2 separate regions of the Callithrix jacchus genome follow, and region 2 is linked to region 1. The links are chromatin contacts, called in public Hi-C maps. All regions are on one chromosome and are shown on one strand. The core of a region is the stretch at or near the end of the contact, and the rest is flanking DNA. Distances in the headings are between cores, read along the strand shown.

Region 1 (6,168 bases), core at 2,693-5,192:
ACTGTCCTGCATGTTGGTATTGGTTTGGGTAGACGGGTTTTATAGGGTTGTGCCCTCTCCTTCCTCCTAGACCCCCCACGTTACTGTCCTGCATGTTGGTATTGGTTTGGGTAGACGGGTTTTAGGCTGTGCCCTCTCCTTCCTCCTAGACCCCCCACGTTACTGTCCTGCATGTTGGTATTGGTTTGGGTAGACGGGTTTTAGGCTGTGCCCTCTCCTTCCTCCTAGACCCCCCACGTTACTGTCCTGCATGTTGGTATTGGTTTGGGTAGACGGGTTTTAGGCTGTGCCCTCTCCTTCCTCCTTTGTCTTTCTGGTTTTGTCCTTCCTTCTGTGACCACTTTTCCTCTGCCTGTGGCACAGCCTTGCGCTTTCTTGGATTTCCTTTCAGGTGACTCTGCTGGGGGTGTCCTCTCAGTCTCTGTCTGAAATGCCCTCAGTTGGCAGAGCTTTTTACTGTATGCCGTTGTCTTGGTTGGCTTTCTTTCAGCCCACTTTCGACGCCAGGCCGCCGTCCTCCGGCTTCTGGCCGTGGAGAAGTGGCTGTCAGGTGCGCTGCTGCTTCCTCGGGGGTGATCTGCCGCCTCCCAGCCCCAGCTGCCTCTGATGTTTACATTTTTAAATTTTTACATAATTTCAAAGTTAGAAGTTGCCAAAATAATCCCTGCATACCTTCTCCCAGCTTCGCCAGCGTCAGCATTTTTGCCATGTCCGCCTTGTTTTCTGTCTGGCACACGCACACACATTTCTTCCCAGCAGTTTGAGAGTGACTTGCATCTTGACCCCAGCCTGGAACAGAATGCATTTCAGCAGGGAAACACTTGGGTGCACCCACACACAAGGAGACGGTGACGGGGTCAGACTCCAGCCTCTTCAGGATAAACTTCGAAGGCACTTTGTGTGAGATGTAGGGGAGACGCAGAGGCACGGGTGAGTGAGAGTGATAGCGGATCGGGCTTGCTGCTCATTGGGAGGGGGACTTCAGTGGAAACTGCCAGCACAGAGCAGGGCTACGAGGATGGAGCGAGCCAGGGGTGACTGGCCTGATGACCACTGCCTCGGTGGCATCTCCCTGGGCTGCAGCCTGAGGGGCGGGGCAGCAAGCACGGCTGCTCTCTGGAAGCCCCACTCTCACTGAGGTGCAGGTTCACTGCCTAGTTCCTGACACCGTGGAGACCAAGCCCCTCTCTGGGGATTGGAGGAGAGACTGCAGCAGAGGGAACAGAGCATGCCCCTGAGAACCCCGGCGGCACAGGGTGGGCTGCAGAAACAGTGGACCAGCCCCAGACGGCCTTCTCACAACCTAGATTGCTTTCCGAAATTTTGTTTTTGCTTTTTGTTTAGAGACAGGGTCTTGCTCTGTTGCCCAGACTGGAGTGCGGTGGCACGATCACAGCTAACTGCTGCCTTGACCTTCTAGGCTCCACAGATCCTCCCGCCTCAGCCTCCCGAGTAGCTGGGACCACAGGGGCGCACCACCATGCCCCACTAATTAATTTTTTTTTTTGTAGAGGCAGAGTCTTGCCATCTTCCCTAGGCTGGTCACAGACTGAAAGACTTTTAAAGCAGTCATTGTTAATGGAAATTAGCAGGACTGTTTTTGCTTCTCTACTGATTCAATAGCACTTAACTTTCTGTTGTTTAAAAGGGACCTTAAATCCCTTCGCTTCTCCCGTGCAGTCACGGTTCTTGATTTTGTGTTACTGAAGGTTGCGGTCAAACCCGTTTTGACTAATTATGAGGTTGGAAATTCTAAAGTCTATTGGGTAGACAGCTAGTGTCAAATGAGGCAGCTGGTGATTTCTGGACACTTGATTCCATCTGAGCTTCCTTTTCCAGCACAGCCTTATGGTGAACACCTGATTTTGGGGTAACATCTTATAGAAATCCACTGTGTGTTACTGTGGACATGTTCCTCCTGGCGTCCCCCTGCGTGTTGACAGCCAGCATGCCCTCGGGTTTCTGACCCTGGCTGTCCTCACTAGTGGCTTATGCTCTTTTCCATGTCCTGCATCTCTGGTCAGCACCACAGTCTGTGTTTCCTGTGCTTCTGCTGAGGTGGCCAGATTCAGGTTCACACCCTGGCCTCCTGCTCCCCTGCACCATGCTGGGCTTCTCTCCACAGTAGCGTCTGCCTCAAGCACCGTCGTCCTTCCCGTTCACTTCACTTGCTGGCATTCCCTGGGAGCCAGGGGCTGAGTTCATGGGTTTGGTGTCTCAGGGCAGTCCTGGGGCAGCTCTCCAGTAGATGGATGTGCACGGGGTGGATGTGGAGAACCCTGCAGAGCGCGCATCGAAGCCCCACTGCTACACTCGCTCACCCTCAAGGGGGAGTCTGCTGTGGGCGGGGCCCCGTGCTGCTGAGAACTGGGGGCACATGCCCCACTTGGTCCTTGTCGCATCCCTGCCCCAGAATGGAGGTGCAGAGAGGCCAGGTGGTGTGTCTGGCACTGTGGGGCAGTGGTTCCCCAGGTGGGGTGTGGGCAGCAGCAAGAGCGGTGATAAAAGAAAAAAATCAGCCAGAGCAGATGTAAAGAAGTTTAACTGAGCAAAACACAATTCTTGAATGGGCCGCCTCTTGAGCCAGAGCAGACTCAGAGACTCCAGCGCAGCCTTGTGGTGGTTATGGACGGGAAAAGAAAAACGGAACACGGCAGTGAGGCACAGAGACAGTCCATTGGTCACAGCTCGGCATTTGCCTTATTTGAACACAGCTCCAACAGTTAGCTACATGTGATTGGCCAAACTGGGTGACTGGCACAAGGATAGGCTGTGTTCTGTTGTCACCTCCGCTTGCCACAGTTCACGATGTACAAAGACACATTTAGGTAGATCTTAAAATATGTCAGGAGGCAACTGTAGCCTAAACTCGGTTTCGCAGTGGGTTGCCTGGACCTTGTTAGAAACGCATGGCCTTGGGCCCCACCGGAGCCATTGCTGCAGGATGCAGGGTGGCCCGGCTGGCTGTACAGATGAGCCCTAGGCATGCGGCCTCAGGGGCCATGGGCCACCTCCCCCAGGCTTGTCTGGCCTGGAGCTCCCGCTCCCTTGCTGTCACACCTGTGAAGCCATCCTGCATGCAGGCTGGTCTCGTGGCAGTCACCACGGAGTGTGTGCACCACACTTCCTGTCTCTTGATCCACCATGGGCGCTGAGGTTTTCCCATGTCTTGGCTGTTGTACCTGGCGGCTCTGTGGGGTCACTGCTACAGACTATTCCTGAATCGCGCAGTGTGATGGGACGGAGAAGCCATTGTGTTTCACCCTTTCGACCCTTCCTTTCCCATTACAAGTGAGCTCTTTAAGGTGAGCCATGGAGGGCAGCATCACTCTGCATCCTCTTGGGGTCGTGGAATACGGCCAGGTGGGCCCTGAGGTGGGTCTGTCAGAGCAGAGTCTGCTTCTTCCCACTGTCCCTGGCCCCTCCTTTCTCTGTGGAGGTTATGTGGCCAGTTAGAGTGGCCTATTGCTGCCACAACGTGCAGAGTCACAGCAGGCACAGTACTGGCAAGGCGACGTCGTGGCGGACCCTGGAGCTCTGACTGTTCCCATGCTCACTGCCATACCCCGCAGGGCACTTACCGAGACCCTGTTTTGTAGGTGGCAACATGGAGGGACAGAGTGGTAGTAGGAGCCTGCCTGAGGTGCTGAGAGGTGGGAGTTGCGTCTGGCCCAGCTGTGCTTGACCCTGTTCCAGGGTACTCTGGCCAGTAACAGAGGGAATTGACAAACCCCACTCTCGGGAGGGAGGTAGAAGGGATGGTGAACAGGTGTCCCTAAGCAGTTGGGGCGGGGCATCGTCTATGGAGATGGCGGGCGTTGGGGGGCGCCTCTCAGAGGCAGACACAGTGTCTATGTCAGACATCTCTGGACACAGTGAGCTGGAGGTGAGATGTCTGGTGTGCCCTGAGCATGCTGCCTGGCAGAGAGCAGTCTGGGGGAGCTGGATGCGGGGGTAGCAGGGACAGTGGGAAGAGCTGGTGCGAGGGAGAAGGAGCTGGGGTTGTGACTGCAGGGGAAGCCGCAATCAGCCTCCACAGGTGCCTGCCCCTGTGTTACAGGGATGGGAATTGAGGACATGGCCAGTTGAGGGTGGCCTCAGCCAGAGCTGTTTGTGGTGTGGTGGAGGGTGTTGGAGAAGGAGAAGCAGGGGGTTGAACCCCCGGGAGGTGAGAGGGTGGGGCCCGCACATGAGGGTGGCACGTGCCCAGCGTGGCTGTGGAGGGCGGGAGAGTGCTGTTGGCTGGGGAGGCGGCACATGGGTGAGTGCCCACCAGGGAGGTGGGGCCGGGAGGCCTGGGCCTCGGGCACTCTCTGCCCTTTGCATCCTCTCCTGTGAGCCTGGGGTTATGCTGTAACGGGAGCCAGAGAGGCTGGGTGCTGGCCCACCCTGTCCTGGGGAGCTCGTCCTGCCTCTGTGTTTCATTTTTTGGTTTATGTAACATTTTTCTTCATTGTTGAAAGAGAGACTATAAGAGTCAAGTCACATGCTTCACCTTCAGTGAGGAAAAGTAGCACTGAAGCTTCCACCCCTTCCCGCAGGGGCCTGTGTGCTGGACCCGGACCCTCATGTCTTCCTTTCTTTGTCCGAAACAAAAATGGGCTCTTCCTCTTTTCTGGGTCGTGCCTGATGGCACCACCTGCAGGCCCTGCATTTGGACACAGCCCTCCTGTGGACAGAACTGGACTCCAGTTTCTCTCTCCTTTCTGTGAGTGGTGGTCCACTCCACGCCACTGCGGTGCTTGGGGCAGAGCAGCAGGGCCCACGCTGACCCCTCTCTCCGGTGCTTGTGTCTGAGAAGGGGCACCCATCTCACCTCTGGCCTGATAGGTTTCGCCCCTGTCTAATTGTCCCCTTCCCCTACAGGGCGGGCGGGCAGGTGGGTGAGGGGCGGGTGCCGGTCTTTCCCTTCCCCCCCGCCACTCCATCAGCGGCGTGTGGTTTCAGGTGCCTTGGGCTGCTCTGGTTATTGGGAGGCAGAGTGTCCTAGTGTCCTAGTGACCAACCGTCTCCTGTGATTGGCTCCCCGGGGCCTCAGGATGCCTTGCTTCTGATTCATGTGGTCACCGCTGAGCAGTGGGTATTTTGGGTACTAAGGTGATGCGGGGGGGGAGTGTCACAGTCAGACCCAGAGAGACCTAGAAAGCAGCCAGTACTTGGTACCTTCTGTTTGCACAACTGGAAGATTCAGCTTCTCTGTGGTCACTTGGAGCAGAGCTTGCCACAGAAGTCTTTTTTCTGGTCACCTTGGTTCTGTTGAAAATGATCGCTCAAATGGTACATTCAGAAGTACTTGGGTCACTGCCCCCTGTTGGTGTGGACCCTCCTTTTGGACAGCCAGGAGGTGACTTTTCTGACCTTGCTATGCCCAGGAGCATCCAGGAGTGTCCAGGGGCTGGTGTCGGATTCCCTGGGGAGTGCTGCAGCCTTCTGCCCACTCAGGACACTCTGGAGGTCAGCATTGCCATTTTATAAGTGGGAAATGCAGAGAGGTGACATCATGGGCCAGGGCCCTGCAGCTGGGAATTGAGCCCAGGCCATCTGGTTGATAAGTGGCAGCCCTCTCTGCTTCGAAGCCCCTCGTGCTTCCGTGAAGGCACTGCCTCTGAGGAGGGTCCAGGTCGATCCCCACACTCTGCTCCCAGGAGCACTCCTGAGGCCTCTAGTCCCTGAAGGGCCAAGGAGTGCACTTGTGGAGAATGGGGGCCTAGACCAGGGTGCCAGGGACCCTCCCAGGGCTGATAGAGAGAGGGGCATTCTCTAGGACTTGGGGACACGACCGGCCACTGCCATGGGAATGCAGTGCCACAGAGGCTGAGGCCAGTCTCCACCAGAGGGCGCTGCTGGCTGTTTGGAGGGAGCGGGTGCTGGGCAGTGATGGCCATGGGCACAGCCACCCTGCAGGGTTCTGGCTGTGAGCACAGTGGTTGGGGACCACTCTGGAGCCCTGACACGTGAGTGTGACTCCCTCTGTGAGTCCCTCTGCCACTGTGGGGTCGAGCTGGTGAGCGCAGAGGAACACACCAGCTGCCTGGGGCAGAATGGGAGTGGGGTGCCAGTGCTGCACAGGAGAACACACGAGTGCACACGCGCTTGAGGAGGCGGGTGTCCAGGACTGTCCCTTTACCAGCCGTGTGGTGCAGCCGTGGTAGGAGAGCTCGTGTGCCC
Region 2 (6,168 bases), core at 2,186-4,685, 70 kb after region 1:
CTGTGGCCTTGTACTCGGCCCGGAAGCTCGTCTGGGAGATGACACTGTGGCTGAGGCTGGGGATCTGTGGAGGGCGTAGCATGAACATGGCGGGCCTGGTGGGTCCCCCCACCGCCCTCCTGGGGAGCTGCTCTGGGCAGAGCTGGCCCTACTGTGCACAAACTGAGCACCCAGGCACCTCTGCTTCCCTATCTGTGAGGGGCACGGGGCAGGTGGACTCCACCGGAGCAGGGAGGGGCGTTTCCAGCCCCCACCCACTGAAGCTTTGGTCTTGTCAGCACGGCTGACTGAGCCCCCGTTTTGGGCTTTTCTCAGGCAGCCACAGCACAGGATGGCCAGGACCTTACAGAGGAGCCTTAGAGGCGGAGGTGACCCCTACAGCCCGAGGTTGGGGTCCAGGGTGGGAGCCGACGGGAAGGTGGGGAGTCTGGGAGCTGCACTGAGTAGCAGGGCGTGGGGTTGGGGCTGGGACTGTGCCCTCCTGCTGAGGCTTCCTGGGACCCGGCACCTTCTTCAGCCAGTTGCCTGCTGCTTGTGGGACCCAGGGCGCTTGGCACCTGGGTCCTGCTGTGTGGGATCTGCCATTACCAGGCGGCAGCTCTAGGAAGCAGAACTCGGGGCCACCCAGTGCACGGGGTCTGGCCTGGACACAACCACCTCACTGGGGCCGGCAAGGGGAAGGGCCAGGGCCACCGCCGAGTCTGAGGTTGGCCGTGGCAACTAGGGGCAGCATGAAGGGACATGGTGCGGGGAGGAGGCCCCCGCGGGGATGTGGACACAGGGACGGGGACACTGAGGGCCCCTGAAGCCAAGGTCCAAGTGCCTGGCCCTGCCCTGCCTGGCACTAGGCTTTCCCAGCCCGTAGGAGCTCTGAGCTATCCCTATGGTGCTAAGGGAACCTCAGCTACAGCCAGAGCAATGGTGGCCTGAGTGTCCAGAGTGGCCAGTGAGGTGGAGGCCGGCCCCTCCCTGCTAGAGAGGCTGCTGCAGTGAGCCACAGCCTCATCTTGCCAAGATCCGGGGGCCAGAAAGGGCACCTGGTGGCGGTGAAAACGGGACAGGACAGCAGCCCCAGGGGGTTAGGCTGGGTACAGTGGGGGCAGCAGGCGGGGGTGGCCCCTGTGATGCCTGGTGGGAGGTCAGGATGGGTACAGTGGGGGCAGCAGGCGGGGGTGGCCCCTGTGATGCCTGGTGGGAGGTCAGGATGGGTACAGTGGGGGCAGCAGGCGGGGGCGGCCCCTGTGATGCCTGGTGGGAGGTCAGCCTGGGTGCAGTGGGGGCAGCAGGCGGGGGCAGCCCCTGTGACGCCTGGGCACAGCACAGAGTGGACAGGGCTGGCAGGGAAGGGGCCTCCTGGTGGGACCGGGCGCTCAAGTCCTGGCAATAACACTTCTCTATTTGAGACTGGGTCCTTCTGTTCCTCTAACCTGACGCCCAGCAAAGTCAGACTAAGCCCACCCAAGCCCCTGAGTGAGGCCACCCTTGTGGAGAGCCATCCAGCCTCCAAGGGCAGGGCGAGGCCAGGGAAACTGAGATACCCGAGGCCTGGGGGTGTCCACTGAGGGCACGCAGAGCTCCACGGGGTCCCTGGGGTCACAGCCTCACAATGGCTTCTTCCTGACTCTCATGGAGGTGTCGCTCTCTGAGGCCCATCCTGCTGGAACCTGCCTCCTGCCCCATGTGCCAGGTGCCCAGGCCTGCCTGGCACACACCTAGGGCTTCTCAGGACCAGTTAGCAAGGCCCTGCCTCCCTCTGCAGGCCAAGTGCCCCAAATGGGCAGGGACCCCTCCTCCCTCGAGAGGGTGGGCAGGAGAGAACACCTGTCCAGTGAAGGCAGCTGGGCAGGCCCACAGGTGAATGATGTCCGTTCTGTGTGTGTGGACGTGTTCTGGGTCAGGACAGATAGGCTTCTGGATTCTCTGGGAGCTGGGTGATGTGGGGTTGGGGGGACTGCCCGTTCTCAGGGGGGAGCTGGGTGGCGTGGGGTTGGAGGGATTGCCGTTCTCGGGTGGGGGGAGCTGGGTGATGTGGGGTTGGGGGGCTGGCGTTCTCAATGGGGAGCTGGGTGGCGTGGGGTTGGGGGGCTGCACGTTCTCGGGGGGGAGCTGGGTGGCGTGGGGTTGGGGGGCTGCACGTTCTCAGGGGGGAGCTGGGCGGCATGGGGTTGGGGGGCTGCACGTTCTTGGGGGGGAGCTGGGTGACATGGGGTTGGGGGGCTGGCGTTCTCAAAGGGGAGCTGGGCGGTGTGGGGTTGGGGGGACTGCCCGTTCTCGGGGGGGAGCTGGGCAGCATGGGGTTGGGGGGGCTGCACGTTCTCGGGGGGGAGCTGGGTGGTGTGGGGTTGGGGGGCTGCACGTTCTCAGGGGGGAGCTGGGCAGCATGGGGTTGGGGGGCTGCACGTTCTCGGGGGAGGAGCTGGGTGACGTGGGGTTAGGGGGCTGGCATTCTCAATGGGGAGCTGGGCGGTGTGGGGTTGGGGGGACTGCCCATTCTCGGGGGGGGCTGGGCGGTGTGGGGTTGGGGGACTGCCCGTTCTCGGGGGGGAGCTGGGCAGCATGGGGTTTGGGGGGCTGCACGTTCTCGGGGGGGAGCTGGGTGGCGTGGGGTTGGGGGGCTGCACGTTCTCGGGGGGAGCAGGGTGACGTGGGGTTGGAGGGATTGCCGTTCTCGGGTGGGGGGAGCTGGGCGACGTGGGGTTGGGGGGCTGCACGTTCTCGGGGGGAGCAGGGTGGCGTGGGGTTGGAGGGATTGCCGTTCTCGGGTGGGGGGAGCTGGGTGATGTGGGGTTGGGGGGCTGGCGTTCTCAATGGGGAGCTGGGCGACGTGGGGTTGGGGGGCTGCACGTTCTCGGGGGGAGCAGGGTGGCATGGGGTTGGGGGTCTGCCCGTTCTCAGGGGGGAGCTGGGCGGCGTGGGGTTGGGGGGGCTGCCCGCCGGCCCTGGCGCTTGTGGCCTCACCGACAGGAAGGCGTGCACGATGTCAGCCTTGATGGAGCTCAGAGGTTTGTCTTTGATGACCACGAAGACCTGCTCCTCCTTCTCCAGGCTGATGAAGTTCCCAAACCAGGACTTCTTGGCCAGCCTGGGCAGTGGGAGACAGGCTGTGAGGATGGAGGCGTGGTGCGGTCCACACCACTGCCTCCCTCAAACCTGGGGTTGGAACAGTGGAATTCCTGTTCCCACGAGATAGAAACGGCTCTCCACAGCGCTAGGCAGAACCCGTGGCCCTGACTCTGACCCCTATCCTGGCCCTAACACTAGCCCAAATGCCCTGACCTTCACCGTGGCCCTAACCCATAACCCTAACCAGGTTCCACGGCCCTAACTGGTGCCTCTGGGCTCCCCAGAGCTGTGCCTGGGCAGCCCACTCACTAGAGACCCCACTGGGAAGAAGGGGAGAAGGGAGAAGGGAGTAGGGTGCCCCCTGCCCCCAGCCTTGCTTTTATGTTTCTGGCTAAGCCCTCCTCAGGTGCCCAGTGGCATCCTGGCTGAGGTGTCCAGCCTGGAGCTGGGGAAACCAGGGAGCTATACACAGGCAGTGGCAGGATAGGTACAGCACAGATGCCAGGGTCTGTGCCCCCTCCCACCGGGCAGGGCAGCTTCAGCACCCCTGGGGCCACCCTCCTGTGTTTACGGCATGTGGCCATGTGGCCGGTCCCCACCCTGTAGAGATTACTTCCAGACCTCCAGGGCTGGCTGGGGAAGGGCAGTTTTGGGCTCGCCACAGCCACACAGACCGCGGTTTCCTGGTGCCACCACAGTGGGGGGTCCCCACCTCAGGCTGGAGCAATGCTGCCAACCTCATGATTGGTGGGCCTGACCCACATCACTTCCTCTGCTGGACGCAGGGCCCAGTGAGAATGGCTGGCACCACCCACCTCCCAAGCCCACCGCACTGCTCCGTACCCTGGCCCACCTTGCCAGCCTGCCACCCGCTCCCAAGGTTGGGGCTGTCCCTCCACAGACAAGCCCTCCTGACAAGGCGCCTGTGGGAGGTGGCTTGAGCAGGGCTCCTGAAGTCACATGTGCCCCCCACCCCCAGAAGCAGGCGGGACCTGCAACTGACTTCCAACAGGAGCGGGGGCCGCTTCTGAAGCCACAGAAGATTGCTCCCATCTTGCCAGCAGGCCCACCCCAACGTGCAGAGGCCCTCTGCTCCGCCCCCCACCCCCTCAAGTCAGGCAGAGCGTGCTGGGCAGCCGCTGTCTGGGAAGGCTCTCCCTGATGGTTCCCCTGCCACTGCTGCCGGGACATGGGACCAGGGCTGCAGGGAGAGGCAGAGGCAGGGGCTGGGCTCAGGGCGCCCTCTCCCGGCATCCTGGCTACACAGCTTCCCTTGCCGGTTTCTGGAGCTGTCTACTCCTCAACCACTGCAGCCGTCCCTGTGAGGCCCGGGAGTCCTGCCAGCCGAACACGGGGGCTGGCTCGGCCATCGCTTAGCCTCTCAATGCCACCTCAGTGTCCCGCCGGCCTCGGCCGCTGGCTGTTCTGGGTTTGAAACTCCAAGGGCCAGCTCTGGCTTACCCCAGCCCTGTGCCAGAGCCTGGAACCAGGAAGTCTGGAACCAGAGCCTGGAACCAGGAAGTGCACGGGGCAGCCAGGCAGTTCTAGAAACAGAGACCGGGGGGTTCTTCCGTGTTCTGCTACGGAAGAGACGGGACAGATGGTACACGTGACTCTCTGCTTTGAGGCCTGGGGGTGTGGCATTTGTAAAAAATAGTCCCACATGTGAAAGATGCCAGAGGCCCGGGGAGGCTGGACTGCAGAAGCGGGTGGGGCCTGTGCCGTGACTCCCATGCCCACATGGCAGACAGTGCACAGCCTGGCGGGACGAGAGTCTGGGTGTTGCTGCAAAGCCATTTTTAGATGAGATGAACTTAAATCAGTCACCTGTGACACTGGCGGGGACCCTTCCTCACAGGGCGGGCCGCATCCACCAGGTTCAGGCTTCCTGGAGAAAGATCCCCCCTCAAGGCTGCAATCTGGAAACTGCCTGGACTTCCACCCGGGGCTTCAGATTCAAGGAATCTGAAGGTGTCCTGCCTGCGGCCCTGCCTGTCCCAGACAACCACCCCTTCCTGAAGACGGTCACCTCCCATGCGCACACAGCGCCTTGTTCTGTTCCTCTGGAGCTGGAGGCAGCTGGGACTGAGGGTTGTCTCAGGTCTCCAGCAAGCCAGTCCTGGGCAAGGAGGGCTGTGGGAGGAGTCTGTGCTGGACCATTAGGTGCGGCTGTGGGAGGCGGCTGTGCTGGGACCTTTGGGAGTGGACTGTGGGAGGTGGCTGTGCTGGGACCTTTGGGAGTGGACTGTGGGAGGCGGCTGTGTTGGGACCTTTGGGAGGGGACTGTGGGAGGTGGCTGTGCTGGGACCTTTGGGAGAGGACTGTGGGAGGTGGCTGTGCCGGGCCCTCAGATGAGGGAGGCATCTGTCCCTTTGGTAAGGCTGTGGGAAGCATCTGTGCTGGACCCCGGGGAGCGGTCAGGCCCTCTGGGTGGTCTCGATGGGGTAGGGGAGAAGCCCAGGTAATTCCAGTGTCGTCAAGCTACTGGGGTGCATTTTCCACCTTTACTGAGGAAGGTAATTATGAGTCTGTACTGGAAGTTTTTGGTAGTGGCAGAAACGACGCCACGGCCTGGGCAGAGCGTTCTGAAGTCTGCCAAGCTCTGTACCTCTGGGCTTACCACGCTGCCTGCATGCCTCTGACCTGGGTGCCCAGCTGGAAGAGCCACCTGCTCGGCCCAGAAAGGCCCAGATACAGCGCTCCTGGGGCTTCCACTGAGCAGTTTGCACAGGGGCCCCTGGTTTAAAGCCAGCAGCAGGATGAGGGTTCTCTTACTGAGTCCACGGCTGGCCACACCTCCATTTCCTGGGGTCACCTGCAGGAGGTCCCAGCAGCTCTGGCCCGGCCACCACTCTGCAGCTGCCTTGTGTGGGGTCACACTGCAGGCTCACTTGTGTACGCCACCACGTACCCGGTCACCGAGACACTGCCCAGTGACTAAGGCCGTTGTGGAGGGCAGGGAGAGGGCCTGGGGGCTGGAAGGGGTCTCTGGGGACATCTCTGCCCAGACACTGGTCACAGCGACTGCCAGGGCTCTGTGCAGTGGCACCTCTTATGACTCAGGAAGACGGCCGGGCGGGGCCTCAGCCTGCCTGCCCTGCTCGG

Evidence for each region. A called contact is a pair of places that touch in the nucleus more often than the background predicts.
Region 2: a Hi-C map of skeletal muscle shows a contact between it and region 1, with 15 times the contacts expected there. The contact joins two enhancer-like sites. A contact is called at or near these places in 2 of 3 Hi-C or Micro-C datasets (both in skeletal muscle).

Annotation. Positions count from the first base shown.
Region 1 is chr10:130,389,174-130,395,341 of calJac240_pri, forward strand. All of the region lies in intron 1 of MOB2 (MOB kinase activator 2), which reads left to right. Among named protein-coding and RNA genes, the nearest start is that of MOB2, 23 kb to the left of the region's middle. Within about 2 kb of position 3,943, at least 3 of the 16 cell types and tissues checked have an H3K27ac peak or open chromatin away from gene starts, as enhancers often do. A contact at or near this core is called in skeletal muscle, where this site is marked.
Region 2 is chr10:130,459,341-130,465,508 of calJac240_pri, forward strand. BRSK2 (BR serine/threonine kinase 2) reads right to left here. Exons shown (of 21, transcript XR_013523622.1): 16 at 2,959-3,082; 17 at 1-64. Among named protein-coding and RNA genes, the nearest start is that of BRSK2, 61 kb to the right of the region's middle. Within about 2 kb of position 3,436, at least 6 of the 16 cell types and tissues checked have an H3K27ac peak or open chromatin away from gene starts, as enhancers often do. A contact at or near this core is called in skeletal muscle, where this site is marked.